Regions from separate parts of the Sus scrofa genome. Here region 1 is linked to region 2. The links are chromatin contacts, called in public Hi-C maps. All regions are on one chromosome and are shown on one strand. The core of a region is the stretch at or near the end of the contact, and the rest is flanking DNA. Distances in the headings are between cores, read along the strand shown.

Region 1 (7,260 bases), core at 2,194-4,693, 900 kb after region 2:
GGACCGAACCCGCAACCTCATGGTTCCTAGTCGGATTCGTTAACCACTGCGCCATGACGGGAACTCCTATACGCCTGTGTTTAAATCCCACCTCTGCCATTTCTTACTTCTGTGACTTTGGGCAAATTATTTTTCAGACCACAGTGTCTTCATCATTGAACACGAGGACTTCCTTATGAGATTGTTGTGAGCATTATTAGGTGCTCTGCATTGTTTTTAATATATTATAGTCACTAACTAGTAGTAATCTTTGTAACCAACAGGTGAGGGTAGGTATGGTTATTTTCATCCTCTCACAGGAAAGGTAACTGAGGTAGAGTTATTAAGCAGCTTGCCTGTGATCATAAGCTAGTGAATGGAGGAGCTGGGTCGGAACCATGGAGTCTGGCTCCAGGATCCTGAACCTGGGTCCCTCTTGCTACTAAGCACCTGTATCTTTTTTTTTTTTTTTTTTTGTCTTTTCTAGGGCCACATCTGTGGCATATGGAGGTTCCCAGGCTAGGGGTTGAATCGGAGCTATATCCACCAGCCTACGCCAGAGCCACAGCAATGCCAGATCCAAGCTGCGTCTGCGACCTACACCACAGCTCATGGCAACGCCGGATCCTTAACCCACTGAGCGAGGCCAGGGGTTGAACCCGCCACCTCATGGTTCCTAGTCAGATTTATTAACCACTGAGCCACGATGGGAACTCTATCACTTGTATCTTTAAGGCGTGAAAAGTACCCGTCTTGGGCTCTCGAGTGTTCTGCACCACCTCCTCTATCACGCCTTCTTCGCTCACCCTGAGAATCCACACATCCAGATGCTGAGCCTTGGCTCACAGTCCCCGGGCAGAAAATTGAGTTTGTCCGCTCGGCTCGGTGCCTGCTCCTCCATTCGTCTTTGGGAACCGCGGCCAGAGACAGGATGCCTGTGCTGCCTTCCTCATGCGCCCGCTCTGCCTCCTAGGTGGACATCTTCAACAAGGAGCTACTGCTGATCCCCATCCACCTGGAGGTACACTGGTCCCTCATCTCTGTTGATGTGAGGCGGCGCACCATCACCTATTTTGACTCGCAGCGCACCCTGAACCGCCGCTGCCCTAAGGTTTGAGAGAGAAGGGGCAAGCTGGGCAGCATGTGGGGAGGAGAGCCAGTGGCAAGGCATCTCAGGCGGAAGGGTGGGTCTTGAGTCCTTGGGAGCACCCCGGGCTTGGCGCCTGCGACCCCCGGACCCCGGGTGCAGTTAGCACAGTAGGGCCATCACGTCCTCCCTTCCTCCACCCACATAGCATATTGCCAAGTATCTCCAGGCAGAGGCAGTGAAGAAAGACCGGCTGGACTTCCACCAGGGCTGGAAAGGTTACTTCAAAATGGTAAGTTTCTAGAGGAAGGTTGGAGGTGGTGGTGGTGAGCATGGTAGGAGGCAGAAGTTGAAACCATACCCCTAGGGTCTCCAGGTAAAGAGCTGACCTTCTTTGTATTCTCTAGAATGTGGCCAGGCAGAATAATGACAGTGACTGTGGCGCCTTTGTGTTGCAGGTAAGCAGATGCCAGTTGGGTTTAAGGGTTGGGAGGGAGGCGGGAGCTGGTCTGCAGCCCTCATTTGGTTCACAGCCACTTATGGAGGGGGAGTAACCTAATGTATTAGGATGTCGAAACCCGGGTTTCATCGGTCCTCTCGTGGGCTTCTCCGTGCCTCTTTGAAACTGAGTCTGTGGTCCTTGGTCTCTGGCCCTGATAGAGCTTCCTCCTGCTGCTTAACGCAAAGCATTTTCTGTTAACACTGGGTATCTCATGTCCCAAAGAGGAACATTGGCTTTAGAGTCAGACTTTTTTTCCTTTTGAGCACCACTCGGTGGGACCTTAGTTTCCTTTGTTTGTGAAATGGGAATGTTTTGGGGAAGATCCAGTGAAATGTGTGTCATATGAAATACGTCGCACGGATCCTGACTTGGGGGTATATGCTCAGTAGGTGGTTCTCATGGCCTGCTTTGTTAACACCTAGTATTGCAAGCACCTGGCCCTGTCTCAGCCATTCAGCTTCACCCAGCAGGACATGCCCAAACTTCGTCGACAGATCTACAAGGAGCTGTGTCACTGCAAACTCACTGTGTGAGCCTCGTATCCCAGGCCTCAAGCCCATTCGTTAAATGGGCAGGGGGACATGGGAGATCCTTCCTTCCCAAGAAACTCCAATTCCTTTCCTCTCTTGCCTCTTCCCACCCAATTCCCTTTGGTTTTTCATATTTAAATGTTTTAATTGATTTCTGTATTTTTTTCTTTGAGAGAATACTTGTTGATTTCTAATGTTCAGGGGGTGGCCATGGAATATCCCCTTTCACCCTCTGTCTGCAGGGGAGTATGGCCTTGTGGCCTGGGTGGGGCAGTCATCTCCCTTTCATGTGCAGGGTGGGGGACGGGGCAGGAAAATCTGTGCTGGGGGTGGTGGGCGGACAATGGGATTCCTGCCTGCCAGATCTTCAAAACTTTTATATATATATATACATATATATATATATGCCATGGTCCTGCTCTGGTCAATAAAGGATCCTTTGGAGATACATAGTGGTGGTCTTCCTTTAGGGGCCGCAAAACTAGTGGATATGCTCTCAGCCTTTCCTCCAGCCAGTGCTGTTAGCTACCCTTTTTGGGTTTTGAGACTTAAGGGGCCAGTTTTCCATCCCTGGCTCACACAATGCCAACGCCACGTCCTCAAAAGAATCCTCCAGCTAGCGGAGCCAGGGCTGGAAGGAGGGGAGAGTAGGTAAACCTCAAAAATAAGGGCGCTTGAGGGGTCCTAAAGTTGGGGAAACAGGACACTTAAGGGAGCCGGCCAGGATTCCTGACAGCAACCTCAAAAGCCCCTAAGCCCACAAGTCAATTACTCCATCCCTCCTCCCTCCAGCCAGGGGAACCGTCCCAGCCGCTGGGTAATGGATCCTGACTTCAGCCCCCTGTACGCTTGGAACACCTCGGGCTTGGTGTCCGATTTATCTTTGCTGCAGGAGAGAACAAAATTGAACGTGGTCTGGTGGACACCTGTAACAGAGGGTAGCGGTAGTGGTAGTCCCGGGAGCCCGGAAGTCCCTGGAGGCTGAAACCTCGCCCCCCTTGCGTGATAGGGCCTGGTAGGCCACATGACTGAGGCACTCTCGCCTCCGCACGTGTAGGGGTGCAGGGCCCCAAGATGGCTGCCAGGCCTCGAGGCCCGACTCCAGTATGTCACTTCCGTACCGGCGAGAAAGGCGGGCCCTCTAGCCAATGAGGCTGCGGGGCGGGTCTTCACCTTGACGGGCGCTCAAGTTATCCAATGGTGGCCGCGTGCCAGGGCGCCTACGAACTAACGTCACGCCTAGTTGCCGAGCGGCGGCAGGCGGAGCTGAGGCGGCCAAGCCAATGCGATGGCTGGGGCGGGGTCGGGCGCTCTATAAGTTGTCGATAGGCGGGCACTCCGCCCTAGTTTCTAAGGATCATGTCTGCGAGTCAGGATTCCCGGTAAGCAAGACACTTGCAAGAGACTGTGGCTGCTTACCTTGCCGCCCTTTTCGAGGGCCCGGCGTGGGGAAGCTGAGGCCCGCCGCCCTAGGCCCCCCCAGGGTTGCGGGGAGACCAAGCCGGGAGGACCCGTCCGGGGAGGTGGGGGGAGTTAGGGGCGGGTCCACGGCCGACGCTGCCAGGGCCTAGGCAGAGGCCGAGGACGGCCGGGCTTTCGGGACCCAGCGAGCGAGTTTCGTTAGGAGGCCTCGACCGACGTGGTGCGTGAAGCTTGGTCGCTGAGTGGGGTGGCGAGGTCGCGACCTGTTGTGAGAAAGGAAGGTAGAGGCGGCCGTGCGTGGCGCGGAGCCGCCGGTCAGATTGTCTCACTGCGGGAGGGAGGGTTCGCGCGCGCTCGGGACTCCGGAGGATTCTGACGGTACCACTCGCCGAAGGTGGGGGTGCCTGGATCCTCAGTCGCTTGGTCGCGTGAAGCTATGGGTCGCGGGAGAAGAAGCCGGCCGTTCAGTGTGCTGGTTTTCTTGACGGCCAGGACCGACCCTAACCCCGAGGAGCGGCCGCTTGAGGCACCGGGAGCCCACCCGGCGCCGGGCGGGCGGGTCCATTTTGCCGCACAAGCCGGGCAATTGGCAAACTGCGGATGGGCAGGTCCACTTTCCTTCGGGGGTGAGCGGCCTGAGGTATGGGAGGGCGACGCCATTTCGCGACGGGGGCGGGCGGGGTGTGGATTGTTCCCCGGAGGGGAGGGGTGCGCCGCCGGGTGGTCGAGGAGGCGAGCACATGGCGGCCTGAGGTGCTCCCCTCCCCCATTCGGCTTCGCTCTTAAGTGTTGTGCAATCTCCCCCCTTGCTAGCTCGGCTGGGGCTCATTGTGCGCGAGGCCGCCACCGCCCGCGGCCTCCCACATCCGGGCACCGCGAGGCGGGGAGATGGGCTGGAGGGAGTGGGGGAGGGCGCGGGCGGCATGACGTGGGGGGGAAGGGGATGTCCTCCTCTCGCATCTGGGAGGTGGAAGGCGGGACTTCCGGCGCGCTGGGGCCACAGTGGGAGGTGCACGCGCTGGGTCTTGGAGCGGCCCGGCCCAAGACACGTGGGCCTGGCGGCCAGCACCACCTCTACGCCCCGGGCAGCGCAGCGCCGTTCCTTCCAGTCTCCGGGTCTTCTGTAGGGCAGGGTGGGGAGGCGGCTTGGCCTGAGCAGTTCCAGAGATGAGGCAAAGGCCTCGGCTGTAAAGTAACTGCTCTTGTGTTTCCGGAATTCATGGGGCTTGGATCGGGAGTGAAGACTGATGGTAGCATGCAAAGCCGCTTGCTGGGAGGAAGAGTCTGGTGGTCAGGATTTCTATGTGCTTGTATTTTAAACCAATAGATCCAGAGACAATGGCCCCGATGGGATGGAGCCCGAAGGCGTCATCGAGGTAAGGTTGGACCCCTACCGCCGTTATCCTTTGTAAGAGTATATACAACAAAAGTATGTTTTTTTTCCTCTTTATAATATAACCTCACTGTTTACAAGTAACTGGTCCCTTCAGAGTAGTTTTCTAGGCCGCATAGACCCAACCAGCTGGCTTCCTTGGGGAGGAGAAGGTGGTGGGTTCTGGAACTTTGGTGCAGGCAGAGAAGGTCCTGTTTGCTCCAGTGCAAGAGCACAGCCCCATTTCTGTTAATTCTTTTTTACTTCTTACAGAGTAACTGGAATGAGATTGTTGACAGCTTTGATGACATGAACCTCTCGGAGTCCCTCCTCCGTGGCATCTATGCCTATGGTTTTGAGAAGCCCTCTGCCATCCAGCAGCGAGCCATTCTTCCTTGTATCAAGGGTAAGGTCTTTGCCCCAGAAAAAATGTATGGGCTGTCCCTGGCCTGGGTAGAGTGGCATCTGGTTGGTGGTGCCTGTCTCATATCAGCCAGGGACAAAGCAACTCCTTGTTTATCCCAGCTTGGCTTTTGGTTTGTGCCTATGCCTGGTTCATGCCCTGGACACATGGATTGTTGGCTTCATTTAAGTCAGGCTCTTGTTTTTAGGCAGATTATAATTTTACACCTGTATTTGTAGCCCAGCTTTGGGGTGCCATGCTAAATGAGTTGTTGCCTTCACCTGGCTTCCAGGTCTGCCTTGGTACTGTGTTGTGGTATCAAGTCTGTGAAGCACTTACTGTTTGGCACATATACGGACCCTTCTGTGGGTTATTTTTCAGTGTCCCATGATTCCAAAGAATATTTCCTGCCATTAAATTTCTCTCTCATTTTGTCACTTTAGGTTATGATGTGATCGCTCAAGCCCAATCTGGGACTGGGAAAACTGCCACTTTCGCCATATCAATTCTGCAGCAGATTGAATTGGATCTAAAGGCCACCCAGGCCTTGGTCCTGGCACCCACTAGAGAGTTGGCTCAGCAGGTGAGATTTTACCTCTCCCCAAAGGACTCATTTAGAAATGAATAATAAAACCCAAAAATCAGAAGTATGTGCCCCGACTACCACCACCTTGGAAGAACTGACGTATAGAGAATGAAAGAGATGAAACAAAGTCAGTTGATAACTTGTAGATCTTTTGGGATTTATTAGGTTAATTATAAACCTTAACCAAGCACAGTAAGCATCCTTTACTCCACCCGTTTCCTGAGTCAGATGTGAAGGCTGCTGGGTGGAATGTGACTGGCTGGGCAAGTTTGGCTCTTCTATGACCAAAACCCCCTGGCAATGGGCAAAGAGACACCTGATTGGTGGTGTTGTTCTTATATCAGTCATGGGAAAAGCAGATGTGTATATAGTCCTCTGTTCATCCTAGCTTGATGCCTGGGTTGGTGGCCAGAGCTGTTTCATGCCTAGGACACATGGAATGAACTGTTTTCCTGGGTCTTAGAGGAAAAGGATCAGAGACACCTGTCTCATAAATTGACTGTTTTCTTGCCTATGAAGTGAGTGTTTAATAGTGCTTGAGTTGTTGGGAAAAATAAATTCATAAGCATTTTTTCCCCCCTGGGGCCACACCTGTGGCATACGGGGAGGTTCCCAGGCTAGGGTTCCAATTGGAGTTGTAACTGTCGGCCTACACCAGAGCCATGGTAACATTGGATCCAAGCTGCCTCTGCTGCCTATACCACAGCCCACGGCAATGCAGGATCCTTAACCCACTGAGCAGGGCCAGGGATCGAACCCACAACCTTATGGTTCCTAGCCAGATTTGTTAATCACTGAGGCACGACAGGAACTCCAGTACATAAGCATTTATGAGATGGAGCCTGGTGACTATAGCTAACACAGCATTTTATCTTTTCAGATACAGAAGGTGGTTATGGCATTAGGAGATTACATGGGTGCTTCCTGCCATGCCTGCATTGGTGGTACCAATGTGCGTGCTGAGGTGCAGAAGCTACAGATGGAAGCTCCCCACATCATCGTGGGTACCCCAGGCCGTGTGTTTGATATGCTTAACAGGAGATACTTGTGTGAGTGTCTCAATTTTCCAGGTCTCTGGGTCACTTCCTTAAGCATGTTTTCCCAGTTTTTTTTTTTTTTTTTTTAAGCATTGCTCTGTGATGAACCCCATGCGTGTCATCTGAGCCTGGCTTCCCTGTCAGCTCAGCCCAGGTAGTGTTCTACTTCTCAGGGCTGTTGTCTGGCCTTGCAAGGGGCTCACAGGCAAAGGATCAATCTTTGTATTCTGAGAGCAGACCACCTATCTCCTATTCTTTATCTGGGAAGAAGTGAAAGTATATCTTACCTTTTTTAAATACCTGTTGGTGTGTGTGTGTTTTTTTTTCTTTTGTTAGCTCCCA
Region 2 (6,620 bases), core at 1,007-3,506:
AGGTTCTGCTCCCACAAGTCCTACCAAGCACACTGGCCCCCACATGCTGCATGTCCTCATTCCTGGGGGTCTGAGCATCCCACCCAAGTCAGAAGTCCACCTCTTCTCTTAGCCTCCTGAAGATGCAATTGCAGCAAACAACATCTCTCTACCAGACCCTCCAACACTCCTCTCCTTTTCCCAGATGAGCAAATCTATACCCCGCACTCCTAGTTAATTCTTTTGCCTTCCGGTTTCCCTCTAATTGTAACCCAATTCCCTATTCATATCACTCAAGCTGTTTCACATTCTCTACTCTAGTACATGCTCCTACAGCATATACTCCCCTCTGTTTAAAAGAAAAAAAAAAAGTACCCTAAATGGAGTTACTTGTGCTGAGCCCCATAACACCAAGCTTAATTTATAATTTTAACCTCCCCCAGAAATGGAATCCAGCACTAGTGAGGTAAGCTGCCCGAGAGTCCCCCTACCGTCTCCTAAAGAAAGGTGATCTTGCCACAAATAAGTCAGCTTTTTTGCCAGCATAACTTTCCTGTCCCACCCGCTTCTGCCCCTAAGTCTTTAGTTTTGTATAGTTCTTCAGAGATCCTTTCTGTCTGCTAGGTGGGATACTGCTCAATCCATGGGGTCGTTGAATACAAGCCAGTAAAAGCTTTAAAATTCACTCAGTTGAATTTTGTTTTTTTAACACCCTCTTCACTTTCCAATTACCCATCTTGGAAACAACTATACTGGTATCTATGGCCCAACTGAGTTCTTGCTATGTGGCAGTCTTTGTGAAGTACTACAAAGCTGCTTACCTAATTTAATTCTCACAATAATCCTGTGGTAACTTTTACTGTTATTCCATCTTTACAGTAAAACAAACTAAGGCCCAGAGAGATAATTAACTTGTCCAAGGTCATAAAAACCAATAACTGGCTCTAGAGACCCTACTGATAAGCACCACCCCTGGTGCCTTTTATCTTGGTCCACTTTCAGTCTCCTTCATAAGGCTCAGAGTTCTAGGAGTAGACTTTGTCTCCTCCCTCCGATTCTGGATTCCACCAGGCCAGATGTGCTCTTGCGCTAAGTTCCTAACTTGACTCTTCTACCTCCAGCTTCAATCATCCAAGAGGGAAAATTTTGGGAAACAGGAAAAAGGGAAGAAAATCACCTGAAGTCCCTCCTGGCTCAAGGCAGCCCCAAAGAGAGCTGGGAGGTCTGCAAAGTCCATGCTGGCATTGTGGTCCGAGATCTGCGGCAAGAGTCCATGTCTCTCCTTTAGCCTGCAACCTCTCCCCTTCAGCGCCCTTCCCCCATCTGCCCCTCAGACTCACCGCTCGAATAAGCCCCTGGCTGGGGGCCACTCCCCACAGCACAGTGGCCACAACCACAGGAAGCGGGAAGGCCGCAGGGTGCATGGCAGCGGGAGGGGAGAGGCGGAGGAGGCCGCGTCCCGATAGCAGGAGCAGAAGCGGAGTTCTGCGCCCTCTCTGGCCCTTCCTCAGGGTCCCAGGGGTCCAACCACCCCCAGGTCCCCCTTCTCAGCTACATGGGGACGAGGGGAAGGACCCCCGACTCGGGGAGTGAGATAGCCAACCCCCTTAGTGGAGCCGGGAAGGCGACACTAAAAATACCCTTTTCTGGTATAGGAATAAAACGGGGGAAAGGAACAGAAGCAAGCCCAGGTGACAGAAAAACTTCTGGAAGGGTGGGGGGAGATCACGGAGGTGGGACTTCCGGCCAGGTGGGCCGTATTCCCATTCCCTGTAAGAGGGTTTCCGGCAAAGAAGGTCAGGCCGCTTCCAGCATTGGACGCTCCAGACGAAGGACTTCCGGTCCTAAAAGTCCGGTTAAAAGAAAAGATTAGAGGTGAGAGGAGTGCCTGTACAGACGAAAGGAGCACCGAAGCCCCAGGCAACAGCTTGGTTGTTTCCCCTCTAGTGCCCAGGATCCTGCAACTGGCTGGCTTACAAACCTCTCCGCCTCCCTCTGGCCGCCGCCACTGCCGCCGCCGTATCTTCACGTCTCGCGAGAGTTCTCCCACACACATCCCTCCCACCTGCTGAGAGCTTCCCGTACCTACCGCGAGGGACTGCCTAACTCGGGCTAGTCTAAGCTCACGAGATCTCGCGAGATCTTCAGAAACCCTCTTCTCTGTGTTCCCGCGACTCCAATTCGATAAAAATTGCACCTATGCTCTGGCTTCCTAAATCAGCCACACCCCTTCCCGCACCCATTCTGGAAGCTCCTCCTTCAGCTCCGCCTTACTCCCGGCTGCCCTTGCGCTCGCGCCTGCGCCAACTTCCAGCTAGCGCTGGACCTGAGAGCCGGAGGGGTGTGCGCGCGCGCCCTCGCCCCTGTTGCGCGCGCAGTGTCACCTTGGGCGCGAGCGGGGCCGCGCGCGCACGGGACCGGGAGCCGAGGGCCATTGAGTGGCGATGGCGGCGACGGCGAGTCCCGGGGCCGGTGGGATGGACGCGAAGCCCCGTACCTCCCCTAAGTCGGTCAAGTTCCTGTTTGGGGGCCTGGCCGGGTAAGCTCAGGCCCCAGGGATGGGACAGGAGGAGGAAAGGACGGATGCAAGCAACCAGGCCCGGCTCATCTTTGGATCTGTTAGAGTGAACCGAGCCGGCACGGGGTCAGCGCGGTCCCCGTCGTAGTGCGAGATCCATGATGGGCTACCAGGATCTTTTTACCCATCGCAGGGTCCCTTCTGGGCTGCATGCACGGCTCCTGCCGGGCCGCCTGAGTTTCCCAACCCATTGCTTGGCTCTGAGGGGCTGTTTGGGGTTCCAGGTCATTGCATGGCTCCTGCTGGACAACGTGGGATCCCAGGTCATAAGTGCCCACCTCTCTTCTTTGGGTCCGACTGCATGCAGTCCTGGGATCCCTGCTTGACACCCTTGGAGCTGCATGGAGCACTTTTCTTGCATGGCCCCTACTGGACCCCTGGACTTTTCAGACTTATTGCTCTTGGTACATGTGGAGACTCTTGTACACATGTCCGCCAGCCTCCTAAAACTTGGTCAGTCACATGGCAGACCCTGCCCTTTGTGACCTCTTGTTGCCAGGTTCCAGGGGGCATTGGTAGATCTGGAACACCTGGCACTTGACTCCACCCCTTTCTTTCCCCAGGATGGGAGCAACAGTTTTTGTACAGCCCCTGGACCTGGTGAAGAACCGGATGCAGTTGAGTGGAGAAGGAGCCAAGACACGAGAGTACAAAACCAGCTTCCATGCCCTCACGAGCATCCTGAGGGCGGAAGGCCTGAGGGGCATTTATACAGGGTACTGGGGCCAGATGATGGGGGAGGTAGGGTGTGGGTTGGCAGCTCCAGACCTTGGCTTGATGCACTGACCCTTTCGCTCCCCAGGCTGTCAGCTGGCCTGCTTCGCCAGGCCACCTATACCACCACTCGCCTTGGTATCTATACCGTGCTGTTTGAGCGCCTGACTGGGGCTGACGGTACACCCCCTGGCTTTCTGCTGAAGGCCCTGATTGGCATGACTGCAGGCGCAACTGGTGCCTTTGTGGGAACGCCAGCTGAGGTGGCTCTTATCCGCATGACTGCTGATGGCCGGTGAGTTCCAGGTTTGAGCCTGACCCCAGCTCCGTTCCCTAGAATCTCCAGTGAAAGACCTGATTTCTTATCCTAGAGCTGGAGTACAGCATTCACCCGTTCACGGCCTTCTGGCCTCCTTTTCTTCGCTCCTGTGGGGACAGGGTGGTCTCTCCTGAATTTGGCCTCTTCCTGCCTTCCCGCCAGGCTTCCACCTGACCAGCGCCGGGGCTACAAAAATGTATTTGACGCCTTGATTCGAATTGTCCGGGAAGAAGGGGTCCCCACACTATGGAGGGTGAGTGAAGGGGCTGGAGACCTGGGGGGCGTGGGGGTCAGGTCTTGGGCATTTCTGACTCCACCCCCCCACCCCCACCCCAGGGCTGCATCCCTACCATGGCTCGGGCCGTCGTCGTCAATGCCGCCCAGCTCGCCTCCTACTCTCAGTCCAAGCAGTTTTTACTGGACTCAGGTGAGACTCAGAGCCAAACCCTTAGCTCCCCGCCTGGCCTGAGCCAGCTCCCAGCTGACCGCCACCCCCTGCTCCGCCTCCCCCAGGCTACTTCTCTGACAACATCCTGTGCCACTTCTGTGCCAGCATGATCAGTGGCCTGGTCACCACTGCCGCCTCTATGCCTGTGGACATTGCCAAGACCCGGTGAGTACGTAGACCTGGGCCTCGAGGGGGTCGGGAGGGCCCCTCTTTATGGCTCTCATGCCCCTGCGTCCTCTCCTTCAGGATCCAGAACATGCGAACGATTGACGGGAAGCCGGAATACAAGAACGGGCTGGTGAGGAAGCAGGGCTTGGGGCTTGGGTGGCAGGGTGGGCTGTCCTGGGAGGGCGGTGGGGGTGGCAGGCTGAGAGGGACAGGGCCCCAGAGGCCAGGTCCCAGCCCCAGCGCCCTGCCTGCCTGCCTGCCTGTCTAGGATGTGCTGGTGAAGGTCATCCGCTATGAGGGCTTCTTCAGCCTATGGAAGGGCTTTACGCCGTACTATGCCCGTCTGGGCCCCCACACCGTCCTCACCTTCATCTTCTTGGAGCAGATGAACAAGGCCTACAAGCGTCTCTTCCTCAGTGGCTGAGGCGGGAGCAGAGGCCCGGAGCCGCTGTGCCGGGGGCTCCCACTTGCCCGCTGCTTCTACAGTCAGTGCGCCCCCCCCGGGGGGCCTAGACTCTGCTGCCCTGGGCCCCTCTATTTATTACCCCTCCACCGTGTGGTCCCCTCCTCTGCGGTAAAGACCTTGGTGTGTCCTGCCCCTGCTCCAGCTTGCCCTGCCCAACTTGTCGCCATCGTCATGATCTCTGTCCCCGGCTGTACCTTGGGGGAGCTGGGAGGCTCCACGCGGATTTCCGGCTTCCCCTTGGGTATTAGTTGAGGGCACAGAGGACAGCAGGCGACCTGTGCCGCCCCTGCCCCCTGCCCCGCCGCCCTCAGTGAGGCAACCGAGGCAGAGTTGAGGGGACCGGAGAGCCCAGAAGCTGTCCGGAAGGTCAAGGGTCTGCAGCGGGAGGACGCGGCCCTTCCTCCCGCCCCCTCCCTGAGGACATGGTTAATAAATTGGATTGATGACACCACCCCCAAATCTGGAGAGTTGTGGGGGCAGGAGAGGGAGGACACTGGACAAAGAAGCATGCCCCCCGCAGAAAGGAGCTGGAGTTTTTAAGAAAAACGATGAAAGAAAAAGCACCCGCTGGTTTTATGCAAATGTTATGTAAAGCAGTCATGCCAGCAGCAGCTGACTGGTGAGAAAAACTCAAAACTCCAGACCCCGTGTGTTGCTTTCCAGCCACTCGCCCTAGAATGTAACTAACAGACACCCAGGTCATCGCATGTTATCCCCAGAGATCTGGTGACTGCTTCCTCAGCCTGAAAAGAGAGGGAATAGAATCTGAGGGGGGAAGGCTGACCTGCCAGGGGGTGGAATGGGCACAGAGCCAGGCCCCCGAAGCCTGGAGGCTTAGGAGAGGGAGGATGTTGGCCCAAGACCTGCTCTGGCCTGCAGGCTGAGGAGAGCCACTGCCTTCTCTGTTTCTTTGGAGATGTTTGACTCCCAGGCCCTGCCCTCAAGGAGCCCAGAAACCTCTCAGGGCACAGGAAGGTCAGTTGGAAGGAAGGCTTCTCCCAAGCCAGGCCAGAGGACAGGCAGGCAGCAGGTGGGAGCTGCCCCCTTGGCAGAACCTCGCCTGTAGAGGAGGAGGTTGAGCTCAGCAGCCTGGTGGCACTGCTGGGCCCTCCAAGCTCGGCCTCTCTTACCCCCTCCGTGTACATGCTGGCTTGGGCCATGGTGGCCTTGGAGACACTTGAAGCCTGGACCTTGTCCTCAAGGAGTTCCAAGTCCAGAGGGGAGGATGACATGAGGAAGCCGGGAGTCAGCAATAGCGCACTGCAGGGTGACGTGGCACCCCAGGCCCAGCCTGGGCGAGGAGAGACTGCAGTAACAGGCTGGTCGGGGAGGGGGTGGGACAGCATTCCTGAGAACCAAGGCTTGGAGGAGACATGCCGGGGAGCAGGTGATGTCTGCAAAGTTTTTAACAGCTGGGGCGCAGGCCGAGTGTGCTGTGAGAGGGAAGCCAGGCCATGAGATGGTTGGTGCACAGGAGTCTCGACTGCCAAGCTCAGCCTGTCCTCTCTCCAGGGAAGAGCTCAAAGCAGGAAAGAGATGCGGTCAGGTTTTCAAATTAGGAAGATTCTTCCTGCACCATCTGCCGGAGGAGGGTCTCCATGGAGCCAGAAAGGCTCAGCCCTCTCACTCCCCTTCTCTAGGTCCTGAGTCTTGGCTTGGGCTGGAGGTGGGAGAGAAAGGCCCACCCAACGTGCTAAGGGGACTGGCAGAGTTCTAGTGAGAAGTGGCTTCCATTTGCGGGCCTTCTGGCTTAAGAGCAGAAAAATGAGAGTAATTTGGTAAAACCATGAAGATGGCACCCCCCCCACCCCCACCCCAAAGGCCTTCCCCTCCCTGTCCCGCTGCCCTGGGCCAAGCAGGAGAGCTGCACTTCCGAGGCCATGGCTGCCAGCCGGCACCCACCTGCACTCTTGGTACTGCAGGCTGCAGACAGGTAGCTTCAGCATTA

The links. Hi-C and Micro-C count contacts between places; a contact is called where the count stands out from the background.
Region 1: a Hi-C map of liver shows a contact between it and region 2, with 4 times the contacts expected there. The contact joins the promoter of EIF4A1 here to the promoter of SLC25A11 in region 2. A contact is called at or near these places in 1 of 47 Hi-C or Micro-C datasets (liver) and 2 of 2 datasets of contacts at active chromatin or transcription factors (alveolar macrophages and skeletal muscle).

What each region holds. Positions count from the first base shown.
Region 1 is chr12:52,865,036-52,872,295 of Sscrofa11.1, forward strand. It overlaps EIF4A1 (eukaryotic translation initiation factor 4A1), which reads left to right and starts at 3,444. Exons shown (of 11, transcript NM_001100196.1): 1 at 3,444-3,480; 2 at 4,848-4,896; 3 at 5,166-5,298; 4 at 5,739-5,878; 5 at 6,762-6,930; 6 at 7,255-7,260. The coding sequence starts at 3,458. SENP3 (sentrin-specific protease 3) reads left to right here. Exons shown (of 11, transcript XM_021067831.1): 8 at 953-1,090; 9 at 1,275-1,358; 10 at 1,474-1,524; 11 at 1,991-2,548. The coding sequence ends at 2,101.
Region 2 is chr12:51,968,538-51,975,157 of Sscrofa11.1, forward strand. It overlaps SLC25A11 (mitochondrial 2-oxoglutarate/malate carrier protein), which reads left to right and starts at 2,257. Exons shown (of 8, transcript XM_021067766.1): 1 at 2,257-2,518; 2 at 3,121-3,273; 3 at 3,360-3,566; 4 at 3,753-3,843; 5 at 3,927-4,017; 6 at 4,104-4,203; 7 at 4,285-4,336; 8 at 4,475-5,131. The coding sequence starts at 2,424. The coding sequence ends at 4,630. It overlaps RNF167 (E3 ubiquitin-protein ligase RNF167), which reads right to left and starts at 2,274. Exons shown (of 10, transcript XM_003131906.4): 1 at 1,961-2,274; 2 at 1,320-1,823; 3 at 1,157-1,237. The coding sequence starts at 1,403.